Regions from separate parts of the Mus musculus genome. Here region 2 is linked to region 1. A link is a contact called in public promoter capture Hi-C data. All regions are on one chromosome and are shown on one strand. Each heading gives the region's core, a stretch centred on a gene start, on an enhancer-like site or on the middle of the called end of the contact. The rest is flanking DNA. Distances are from core to core; before and after follow the strand shown.

Region 1 (5,420 bases), core at 1,552-4,051:
CACAAATGCCTCCTGCTTTTCTCTTCCTCAATACTCATGGATTCTGAAAGCCCTACGTAAAGGAAACAATGAGCCGAAGCCAAGAGGTATGGGGTCTATCCAGATCCTATCAGTAAAAACAAGGATACACAATTGATTTCTTTTGGTTCAATTCTCTAAAATCTTTCTGTATATTATACATTCCATAGTTTTTTTTCCCCCCTCAAAAATATTTTTGAAGCCGGGCATAGCGGCACACGCCTTTAATCCCAACACTTGGGAGGCAGAGGCAGGTGGATTTCTGAGTCTGAGGTCAGCCTGGTCTACAGAGTGAGTTCCAGTACAGCCAGGGCTATACAGAAAAACCCTGTCTCAAAAAACCAAAAAAGTATTTTTGAGAGACTATTAAAACCTTTCTAGGGTCTGGAGAGATGGGTCAACAGTTAAGAGCACTGGTTGCTCTTCCAGAAGACCCAGGTTCAATTCCCAGCACCAACATGGCAGCTTACTACTGTCTGCAACTCCAGCTCTCGGGAATCCAACACCTTCACACAGTCATGCATACAGGCAAAACACCAAAGTGCATAAAATAAAAATAAATAAATTATTCTTAAAAATCCTTTATAAAAGAACTAAAGACTATAGAGAATAAGATACAATTATGGATATGTAAATAGTTACAAAATAATCCATAAATAAAAACCACGCAGACTGGAAAGAAGCCAGTGTAACTCTTGTCATTCTTGTGACATACATAAGGTTGGCTTCACCATCAGTACTAAAAGAGACAGCCATTTACCTACAGACCAACTGTAGATCTGTGTTTGGCCTGCAGACACGTTCTCCTGAACACACACTTGCTCAGATCACCGCAAGTGTGAACACTTAAGTACAGAAAGAAGATGCATCAGTCCAACTACCACGTTACTCCACGGGCTCAGACTGAAGGTACTGATTTTGTATGAAATCACAGAGTACAATGCAAAAATATTTCCAACCAACAAAAGCATTTATGCTACATTTTCAATTCTGCTCCCTAATCTAAACACCAGTCCTATATCTTTAATTATCTAAAAAACAAAACAAAAACAATAAACATCTGTTTTTAAGCATTGAAATTCAGCCTAAAGGATAGATGCGTGTAAGAGTTTTATTACTGATAGGGTATGTGTATTACGACTGATGATTAAACTAGAAGTTGTCTTCTGACCTCTCCATGCACAGCGATATAATACCTCCCCCTTTATATATGCCTGACCCAAATAAATAAATTAATGTAATTTTTAAAATGTTACAAAGGGAGGCTGGGGATGTAACTCAAGCTGTTGAGACTGTCTAAATTGATAGCAGGACCATATAAGATTGGGTGTGGCGGTTTACTCCTGTAATCCCAGCACTTGGGAGACTGAGGCCGAGAGTCCAAGGCCATCTTCTTCTACATAGTGAGTCCAGGCTTCAGGAGACCCCTGTCTCAAAAGCTCCAAGGGGCCGGTAGGGTGGGTGAGGTATCCCAGTACTCAGGAGTCAAATGCAGGCACATGTCCAAATTCAAGGCTAGCCAGGACTACATAGCGAGACCCTATACTTAAGGGGGTGGGGGTGGTGGCAGGTATAGTAGTTCCAGTGGCCTGCCCTGCCTTGTCCTACATAGTGATATTAGGCCAGCCTGCAAGAGTAAGAGGCACTGCCTCAAAGAACAAAGAGCGTCTGCTTTAGTGGCTCCCTGTCCAAGCAGAAGTAACTACATATCCCTGTCAATTTGACAGTCTGGCCATTTCAGTCTATACCAGGAGTGTTCACAACACAGAAGTGTTTCTAATGGAATTCATACAGGCTCCCTCAAGGTTATTTATGTTAAAATTATCCAAGCCATTTGTGCACTGGCTTTCTGATAAGACTCAGCTGGACCTGTCAACCCATTTCTCAGATGCACAGCTCTCTGCCAGGCCATCCAGCCTCTAGGACTTCTGAAGCAGAAAACACTAGACTCCAAGCCAGGCACAACATTAACACACCCATCTTGATTATCTTCCGCAAGCTCTCTCAGTAAAAAGGAGTATATGTAGCAATCATTGCTTGTCCTCCCAGGCCTCTGTGGCATCAGTCAAAATGATGAAATTTCTAGAAATGATGTAGACATTACTGTCACCTTACAAAGTAAAGTGTTGGTTACAAATAACTTGCATGTTAGAAACCTTCGGGTAAGGTCGACTCTAGAAGCGGTTGCTTCCGTGAAACTTCTAGTGTCTAGTCCTAGGTCCACCACGGAGAAGCCTAGTTCGATGCTCTTTTATTCTTCTGGCTACACACCAGATATTTTCTCAGATTTTGTCCTGTTGGTTGGGATCTACTCGAAACCTTCCCCCAAATCTTCCTAAAGCCCAACATAAAATGGAGCAGAAAAGGATGGACAGAGGTTTAGTCTTTTTTTTTTTCTTTTAATTCTGGAAAGATAAGTTGAGGGTATTGATGCATGTCACCACCGGCCGGACTTAAAGGGTTGGTTAGGAGGGAAACAGTACCTGGCTCTGCGGCCATGCAACTTAGTCACCGCTCGGCCTGGCACGGTCACACCGACTGGAATGTCATGGCCCCGCTACCTACCTGCACCCGAGGCTGCAACCGGGCCCGGGGCTCCTGAGGCCACTACCTCCAACCAGCCTGCCTTTGTCTGGTTTCTGTCTTCAGGTCGCAAAGATAATCTGCGGGCCGCGATGTCACTGAACAGCCCAGAACAGGTAGCTCAGTCACGGCACCCTACTCTTCACGTAGCTTCAGCCGTCCGTTACGTAGAATGCGTACAGCTAGTTTGCGCCTGCGCGCGGGGTGGGGGCGGGGCGCGGCCTTCAGGACATCCGCGCAAGGCGAGCTAGGGCTGCTGGGAAAATTACGTAACCCCCAGCGTCCCCTGGGCTACAAGTGCTCTAACTAGCGGAGGCTGCGTTTCTCCCGTAGGGTTCCGTCCGTCGGGTAGACGTCACTTTGATCGGATGCTCCGGAAGCTAAAGGTGGCCATAGTCTATGGGGCCATGTGGACAGAGGCATGAAGGGAAATGTTGCCCGAGTCGTGGGTTTTTTGTGTTGCTTTGGTTTTTGGCAAGGGACAAGAGCTAAGGGAAGGTGGACATTCTTATGTAAATGAAGTTTCCAATCAACACCTTATTACCTTGAGTTTTTCGGGCGGTTCCCCATCGCCGCGGCTCTCTTCATTGCAGACTCCCTCACTACACGACCCAGACACAATCCTCACCCAGGACCAGATTCCCGTCCGGGGTGTGTGACGTAGTTATGTTGCGTTCCGGAATCGGAAGAGCGGCATTAATTGGCGCCTTTCGGCAGCCGTAGCCCCAGCCCCACCCTTCGGCTCGCGCTCTACTTAGCGCGCATGTCAGACGCTCCCCCCACCCTACCCCCAGTCAGCAACGGGCCGTGAGGCGGCGGCGAAGGGGGCGGAGGAAGAGCGCGGCTGGACGCGGTCCCGCACCGCGCGTACGCAGGGCCGCGGGGGTTCTTTCGCGCCGACTGGAGTAGCAACTGCGTCTGCAGCCGCGGCAGCGGGTTTGGGTGAAGGGCTCGCCAGACGCAGTGCCGCTAGCCCGGGGGACACGAGAGGTAACTGGGGCCTGGCGAGGGCGGAGGAACCTCGGCCTCGTTTAACAAAGAATCGGCAGAGCCTGGGGACCCGGGTGGCTGCGGGGGTCCGGGCAGGGATGGGTACGCGATCTGGAGCCCCGAGGTGGCCCTCTGGAGCTACGTTGCCTTCCCACGGCTCTGCTCCTTGCACGTCTTAACGAGGCCCACTTGGCGGCTTTCCGGAGGCGGTGCTTGATGGGCTCCAGGAAGGGATTTTTCAGGGTGCTGGGCTCCGAAGCTGTGAGAGCCAGTGGAGGAGTATTGATCCTTGTAGGTAGCTGTTGGGGATTGCGGACCCACAAATGGAGGCGGGGAGGGTCTCGGTAGCGGAGGTTGACAGATTAGAAGGCTGTGATAGTCATTGATCTTTGTGAAACCTTGAGTAGATCATGATTAACATCATCACCATAGTTACAAACTTTTTGCGGCCTACTTGAGCCTACCTGATTTGAATAATATATATGGGTTGAAAACCTGTATCAGAATCGTAAGGAAAAAATTATACTAGTCAAGTTTGGAAGCATATATAAACTTTTCTGTCATCTTAGCTTTTTCCCTTTTCACCCCTACCCCTTTAGGCTGTGGTTTTGTGGCTTTCCTACTGTGTTGTTGTTGTTGTTACTATTTGCAAGTGTTATTTCTGTATTGTCTCCTACACATACCTGAACAGCTATTAAGCTGAACAATTATTAAGTAGAGTAGATATTATGTCTTTTTCTTTTTCTTTTTTTTCTTCCTTCGAGACAGGGTTTCTCTGTAGCCCTGGCTGTCCTGGAATTCACTCTATAGACCAGGCTGGCCTCGAACTCAGAGATCCACCTGCCTCTGCCTCCCAAGTGCTGGGATTAAAGGCGTGCATCACCACCCGTCGTGGGTGGTAGGTTATGTCTTAATTCGTTTAAACTTTGTAGAGTCCAATCCTGTTCTGACAGGTGGGAAGTGAACAGTAAGTCTGATATAAAAATTTATTCTTCCAGGGCGAAAATGTTATTTTACTTTACCTAGAAGGAGAATTGCAGTGATTCATTTAAAAATAAAATTGTTATTGCCTTGCCTCTGTGCCTGTTCTCTCTTGAATTGCTTAAGTGTTAAATCTATGACCACTGCACTCATGAGACTCTTTATATACATTTTTTGGACGTATTATTTTGTTTGTCTTTGTTTTTGTTTTTTCAAGACAGGGCTTTTCTGTATAGCTCTTGTTGTTCTGGAACTCACTCTGTAGACCAGGCTGGCCTGGAACTCAGAAATCTGCCTGCCTCTGCCTCCCAAGTGCTGGGATTAAAGGCATGCGCCACCACTGCCCGGCACGTTATTTCTTTATGTATGTTTATCATGCCCTCCTGTAGAGGTTAGAGGCCAACCTCTGGGAGTTGGTTTTCTCCTTCCACTATGTAGGTCCTCAGGATGGAATTCTGGTCAGGCGATTAATCTGTAGAACCATTTTACCAGTCCATTTATGAAACTTTCTAAAGAAGAAGGAGAGATGTGTGTTATGCTTTATGTTAAAGAGTAGTCTGTACCAGCAAAGGAGGCTTGGGAGAAGCTGCAATAGAGTAGTCAGGGAAAGCCCTTTCTGGTATCTAACAGATATTTAGGCAAGCTAGAAAATGGTGAGAGCATCTAACCACGGAGGTATCTGGAGAAAGGAATGTTCTGAGCAGGTGGACAGCAATCATGAAGGCCTTGAAGGGGACAAAGCTGGGCCTGTTAGAGGAGCAGTGTGTTTGTAGCACTTAGCAAATGAAGGAATGAGAAGATGAGGATGAAGATGAGATGAAGGATGAGACCGTAAAGGAAGAAAGGAA
Region 2 (5,420 bases), core at 1,287-3,786, 1.3 Mb after region 1:
AGATAGTGAGTTGTAGGACAGCCAGGACTACATAGAAAGAACCTGCCTCAATATTTGACTGAGTCCCATTGGCGCCCTAGGATGGCACAGTCCTATCTATTAACCACAGTCAAAGCAGGAAATGAAGTGGAAGCATACGGACACCTCCAGGTTGCCCTGGTCCTGCTCAGCAGTCCCAGAGGTGCGAAGACAGCATGTCCACAAAACACCAGCACCAGGGAGGGGTGTGTGTGTGCACGTCCAATCCCATTCATTTGCCTTTCTTCATTCTCCACAAAGCTGTATGCTGCTTCCCCATTGATAAGGCACCTAACTACCATTTAAGACCTAGTTCAAAATGCTGCCACCCCAGAAACGCTCGTTGATAAGGCTGGGGGTGGGGAGAGGGGCATGGCTAAGCTATCCCTCTCGGTCTTTGGCAGCCAGTGTAGAGTGTCAAGTGTTTTGTAAACTTCAGGCTACTTTGATCCTACCTTGGATTGTCCTAGGGTCTCACCTTAACACTGGCGCCAGATGCAGAAGGAAGATTGCCCCCACCACCACCACCCTGGGAGGTGGGGGGGGGGGCAGGGAGCCAGACATAGTCTGAGTAACACAAAAGCACAAGGCCCCTTTCACAAAGTAGTGAGTAGATCACATGTCTGATAGATTAAATGCACCGGTTTTAAATACAAATACGTCGTGGATCGCTGATTTCATTTGTTGCCACATCAAACCACAGGAGTCTTTCCCAAATTGCCTTGATTGGCTTCATGTTCTGGCTGTGTGTCCCTGGACAGACGCAAAGCACTTATGAAATATCCAAAGAGGTGGGGAGAAAGGGGAACGAAAAGGAAGCCCGGGCCGGAGTGACCCTCACTGAGTCACTGTTTCCTCAATGGCGGAGCTCGCGGATAGGGGGGACGGGGGGCGGAGAAGGAATCGGAAGAATGCAAGCTGACCTGCGCGTGGAGGCCGAGCCCTTGAGCGGGGAGCCCCCCACCCTGCAGCCCCGATACTCAGAGCCAGGAGGGCCCGGCCTGACGGCCTGGAGCGCCCTCCGGTGGCCGCGCCGCAGGCCCCACCACTGGGGCTCTTCCTAAGACCACGCTCCCCGCCGCGGAAGGAACGAGACACGCAGAAAGTTTCCGAGCCAGGCGGTCAGCAAAGGACAATCCAGATCGCGGAGGGAGCCTGGATGCTCGGCTGGGCAGGAGCCAGCGCCTAGACCGGAGGCGACAAGAAGTCGGGTTCTAAACGGACCCTCTCCAGGCCTCCCACATGCCCCCAAGGCGGGACTCTGGTCTGCAGATCCCACCCGCGCGGAATTTGTCCCTGCAAGCCCACCTTGTAAAGAGGACATGGGGACAGTGGCTACCACCACGGCCGGTTACCCCGATACTCCGGCTGCAGAGCATGCTTGGGCTCTTATACTCTGTGCATTTGCTTAATTGGAGGGAGGGGGCGCAACAGCTCCCTGTGACGCATTGTGGTCCCCAGGAATCTGATTCTAGATGTCCCCGAAGAGCTCACCTGGACTCCCCCGCCCCACCCCCACGCCGCCTTTCCTCTGCTGGGGTGACGAGTGGGAACAGCGAATCCCCTGCCTCCTCCCCCTCCAGCCTCCAGGTTTGGGCGCCAGGGTTTCCCCGCCGCACGCAGTGGACCCGCCGGCCGAGTGGTGGCGGCTGGGGACCCGGAGCGGGCGAGGCCGGGCGCGGTGCCTACCTCGTCCACGGTGAGCGGCATGCAGATTCGGTACTCCTTGAGCAGCATGTTCCTGCCGGCCGCAGACCTCGGGAAAGAAGGGGGCGTCCCAACAGATGAGCAAGGCTGGAGCCCAGAGGAGGGCAAAGACGCTGGGAACCGGCAAGCGAAGCAGCCCCGGTGGTGCGCTCAGCTCCTAACTGCCTCCGGTCCGCCCCGGAGCATGTCAAGCTTCGGGTCCCGGTGTCTGTGACTCCCCCGCCTCCTTCCTCGCAGAGATCAGCCCTCTCGGTATTGCAAAGTCAGGCACTGAGGGAGGGAGACCCGCGGGAGACAGCTCGGATCAGCAGCCCCGGGCTGGTAGGCGCGGCCACCAGATCAGGACATGCCCGGCGGCGGGCAAGAGAGGCAAAAGGAGGAGGAAAAGGGATTTCCACAAATTCAAACAAACGCACAAAAGTCTCCTCTGGATCCTCCTCCGAAAGCAGAGCTGAACCTGGCGAGCCCCCTTTTTCTCCTACCCGTCTACCGTGGGTTAATGTCACCAGGAACACATTGCCGCGGGAGCAGGCGATGCTGACTTTCCAAACAAAGGCTCGATGGGCTCCTCTCCCCGGGCGGTAAACAAGATTTCCTGCTCTTTTTTAGGGCCAGTCCCCGAGTCTCTCCGGAGCTCAGCTGAGAGAGAAAAGGGAAGCCGCAGCCGCCAAGGCTCTGCCCTGCTCTGGGCCCCGGGTGTCTTCAACCTAGGCGGTTGGCTGCCAGCGGCTTGCGCGCGTCCCCTCCCCCGAGTCCCTCGGCTCTGAGAGCGCCGTGCGTGCCCGTGAGTTTGCAGCCACCTCGCCGCGACTGGAGAGTCCGCGCCGAGCTGCAGTGTGCCTGGGGCAGGGAGGTGGGTGCGGGAGGAGCGAGAGCGACGAGGCTGACATCAGCAGCGGCCGCGGCGGGGAGGGTAGCCCCATCCGGCCAATGGGGAAATGGCAAAGAATGTGGAGGATTTAAACAAAACAGCATGTCTCTCCCGTCTGCTGCCAGACGCCAGGGCTGTCCCAGAACCTAGAACAGCTAACGCAAAGAGAACAGAGAATCGCAAAGAAGCTATCCTGGACTCTTACAACGTTGGATCTGTTTTCAAATGTAACCTGGGTGCCATAGGGCTCTCTACTTAGTCGCTTTGGAAACCGTTTCCAAAGTGCACTAGTGCCCCTTGACTTTGGGGCTGGGGGCGTGTTTACAAATGCTCACAGCGAACATTTTTTTCTCTCTGATGGAGTAAGCAAGGCCGGAGCAAGAGAAATGATGGTTTTAGAATGGGTTTTTCTAACATGCTCTCAAGGCGGAGTTCTGCAGCAGTGTTGGTGAAAACAGAGTAAAAATGCGTGCGCGCTCGCAACCACACACACACACACACACACACACAGAGAGAGAGAGAGAGAGAGAGAGAGAGAGAGAGAAGCATTGCCTGCTACCTCTTTCTCCCTGGCTCTCTGCAATCCCAACTGCAGGCTTCCCAGAGCAGAAAGAATAGGTTTTCGTGTCAGCACTCCTAAGTTCAAAAAGTCACAGTGAAATGTCAATAAAAATGCCCGGGGTGTTGGTATTTCATCCATATTAAACAGATCTCTCATTTTAACCACAAGAAGCACATTCTTTAGTTACTCAGGAAGCAGCATGTAACTGCTGAAGTCTGGTTTTCATTTGTCTGGCATTCGGTTTTGGTTTGTTTTTTTTTTTTTTTTTTTTTTTTTTTAGCTTGTTTTCCTAAAAATGGAGGAAAAAAGTGCATCCACTGCCTATAGGAGGATAATGTGTAAACATCACTGGCTCTCAAACATAGATGCATATGTTCACACAAACGTGTGTGTGTGTGTGTGTGTGTGTGTGCATTTGTGAGTTCTGGAGACCCACATTCACCCATAGAGCTTGCATTGGGCAATGCAGACTCTGCAGGCCTCAATGGTATAGTATGTTAAAATGATGCTCAATAAGTCACTAATCAACATAATGAGGGTGGGCTCTGGCTAATGTTGTCCAGATGACCCAAGTTTAGAGCTCAGGGAACATGATCCAGCCTGCTAGGAAAATGACACCCTAAACATAGCTTATATTCTGGTAAAGAAAGAAAGAAAGAAAGAAAGAAAGAAAGAAAGAAAGAAAGAAAGAGAGACAAAGAAAGAAAACTATTTTCTAGATAAATGCTTCCCAAAGTTGGCTCTGAAATATTTACAGCAGCTAATTAAAGGTAAACCAAACACCCTGAGAAATTTTGTTTTGTTTTGTTTTTGAGACAGGGTTTCTCTGTCTAGCCCTGGTTGTCCTAGAACTCACTTTGAAGTCCAAACTGACCTTGAACTCAGAGACCTACCTACCTGCCTCTGCCTCCCAAGTGCTGGAATTAAAGGTGTAGGCTACCACCGTCCTTCAAGGTAGATCATTAAATTTGACCTGATAGTGTTGAATTGGAAGCTTGTGAGACAAAAAGAACCCAAGATGATTTTTTTTTCTTTTTTCCTTTTAGCAGAATGGCACTTAATCATCTTCACAGTGGCTTCCTACTGTGTATTTCCAATTATCTCTAGACTGCTAATACTATCTAATGTAATGTGCATGGCATGTGAATAGTTGTTATATCGCATTGTTCAGAGAGTAAGGACATCTGCCATGTGTTCCGTACATTAGTGGTTTCTGAGTATGTTTTGATCCGTGGGACAGTGGATGCACTGACAGGGAACCCACAGACACTGCTGGCTGGCTGTACTTTTCTTTTTCTTTTCTTTTCTTTTCTTTTTTTTTGTTTTTTTCTTCTTTTTTTCTTTTTTTTTGTTTTGTTTTTGATTATTTTTTTCTTTTTTTTTTTTTTCTTTTTTTTCTTTTTTTTTTTTTTGGCTGTACTTTTCTTCCACCTCACATTACAAGGTGACTTTCCCCAGTATATTGTCTTTTTCTTTCTACTTGGCTTCCTTATTTCCCCGGTCTCACTAATAGTGTGCAAGCACAGCTTTAACCATAGCAACTTGAAAGCCTTTTGGTGACAACAGGAGGCTCCAGGCTCTAAGACCTTCTCTCCCACTTTAGTCCACGAGTATTTCTTAACACCAATGGCCTCAGAAGACCTTCACTTCTCAGCTTTGATCCTTCTGCTCATCCCATTATTGCCTTCTTGGAGAATCCTTCATGCTATCCACGGCCTCATGACATTATTTTAAAGCCAAGTATTGACTATCTATCCATCTGTTATGGAAAGTAACACCGATAACAATATGCTGAATTGGTTAGGATATAATACTAGAGGTGCCTGTGTTAACATTAATACTACAGGGAACATATGGGAACATGTAGACCAGATGGAATGAGGAAGAGAGGAGGCATAAAAACGATCTGGGCGGGAATTAGGGGCGGCTAGTATTCATTACTATGGTTCGTGGTCTGGGGTTAGGGAGAGTTCATTCATAACTCATTTGTCTTGGGGAAGAGGGTGCCATCTACTGGTCAAAGTGATTGCTTGCAAGTGTTTCAAGTCCTGCCTTCAGGAGCCACAAGTGAATGACAAGAATTTTACCTCCCTCCCTTCCTTCCTTCCTCCCTCCTTCTTTCCTTCCTTTCTTTTGTTTTTCTATTGTTTATTTGTTTTTGTGGCTTTTTTTTTGGACACCAAGAGTTTCTGGAGATGGCTCAGAGGTTAAGAGCACTGTCTGCTCTTCCAGAGGTCCTGAGTTCAATTCTCATCAACCACA

The links. Promoter capture Hi-C pulls out the DNA fragments that hold promoters and counts their contacts.
Region 2: a contact with region 1 is called in a promoter capture Hi-C map of erythroid cells, with 2.4 times the contacts expected there. The contact joins the promoter of Pitpnc1 here to the promoter of Ccdc47 in region 1. A contact is called at or near these places in 1 of 39 promoter capture datasets (erythroid cells) and 2 of 9 other capture datasets (adipose tissue and pancreatic islet).

What each region holds. Positions count from the first base shown.
Region 1 is chr11:106,213,566-106,218,985 of GRCm38.p6, forward strand. Ccdc47 (coiled-coil domain containing 47) reads right to left here and starts at 2,802. Exons shown (of 13, transcript NM_026009.2): 1 at 2,584-2,802. Ddx42 (DEAD box helicase 42) reads left to right here and starts at 3,361. Exons shown (of 18, transcript NM_028074.4): 1 at 3,361-3,591.
Region 2 is chr11:107,468,184-107,473,603 of GRCm38.p6, forward strand. Pitpnc1 (phosphatidylinositol transfer protein, cytoplasmic 1) reads right to left here and starts at 2,537. Exons shown (of 9, transcript NM_001359616.1): 1 at 1,708-2,537. The coding sequence starts at 1,755.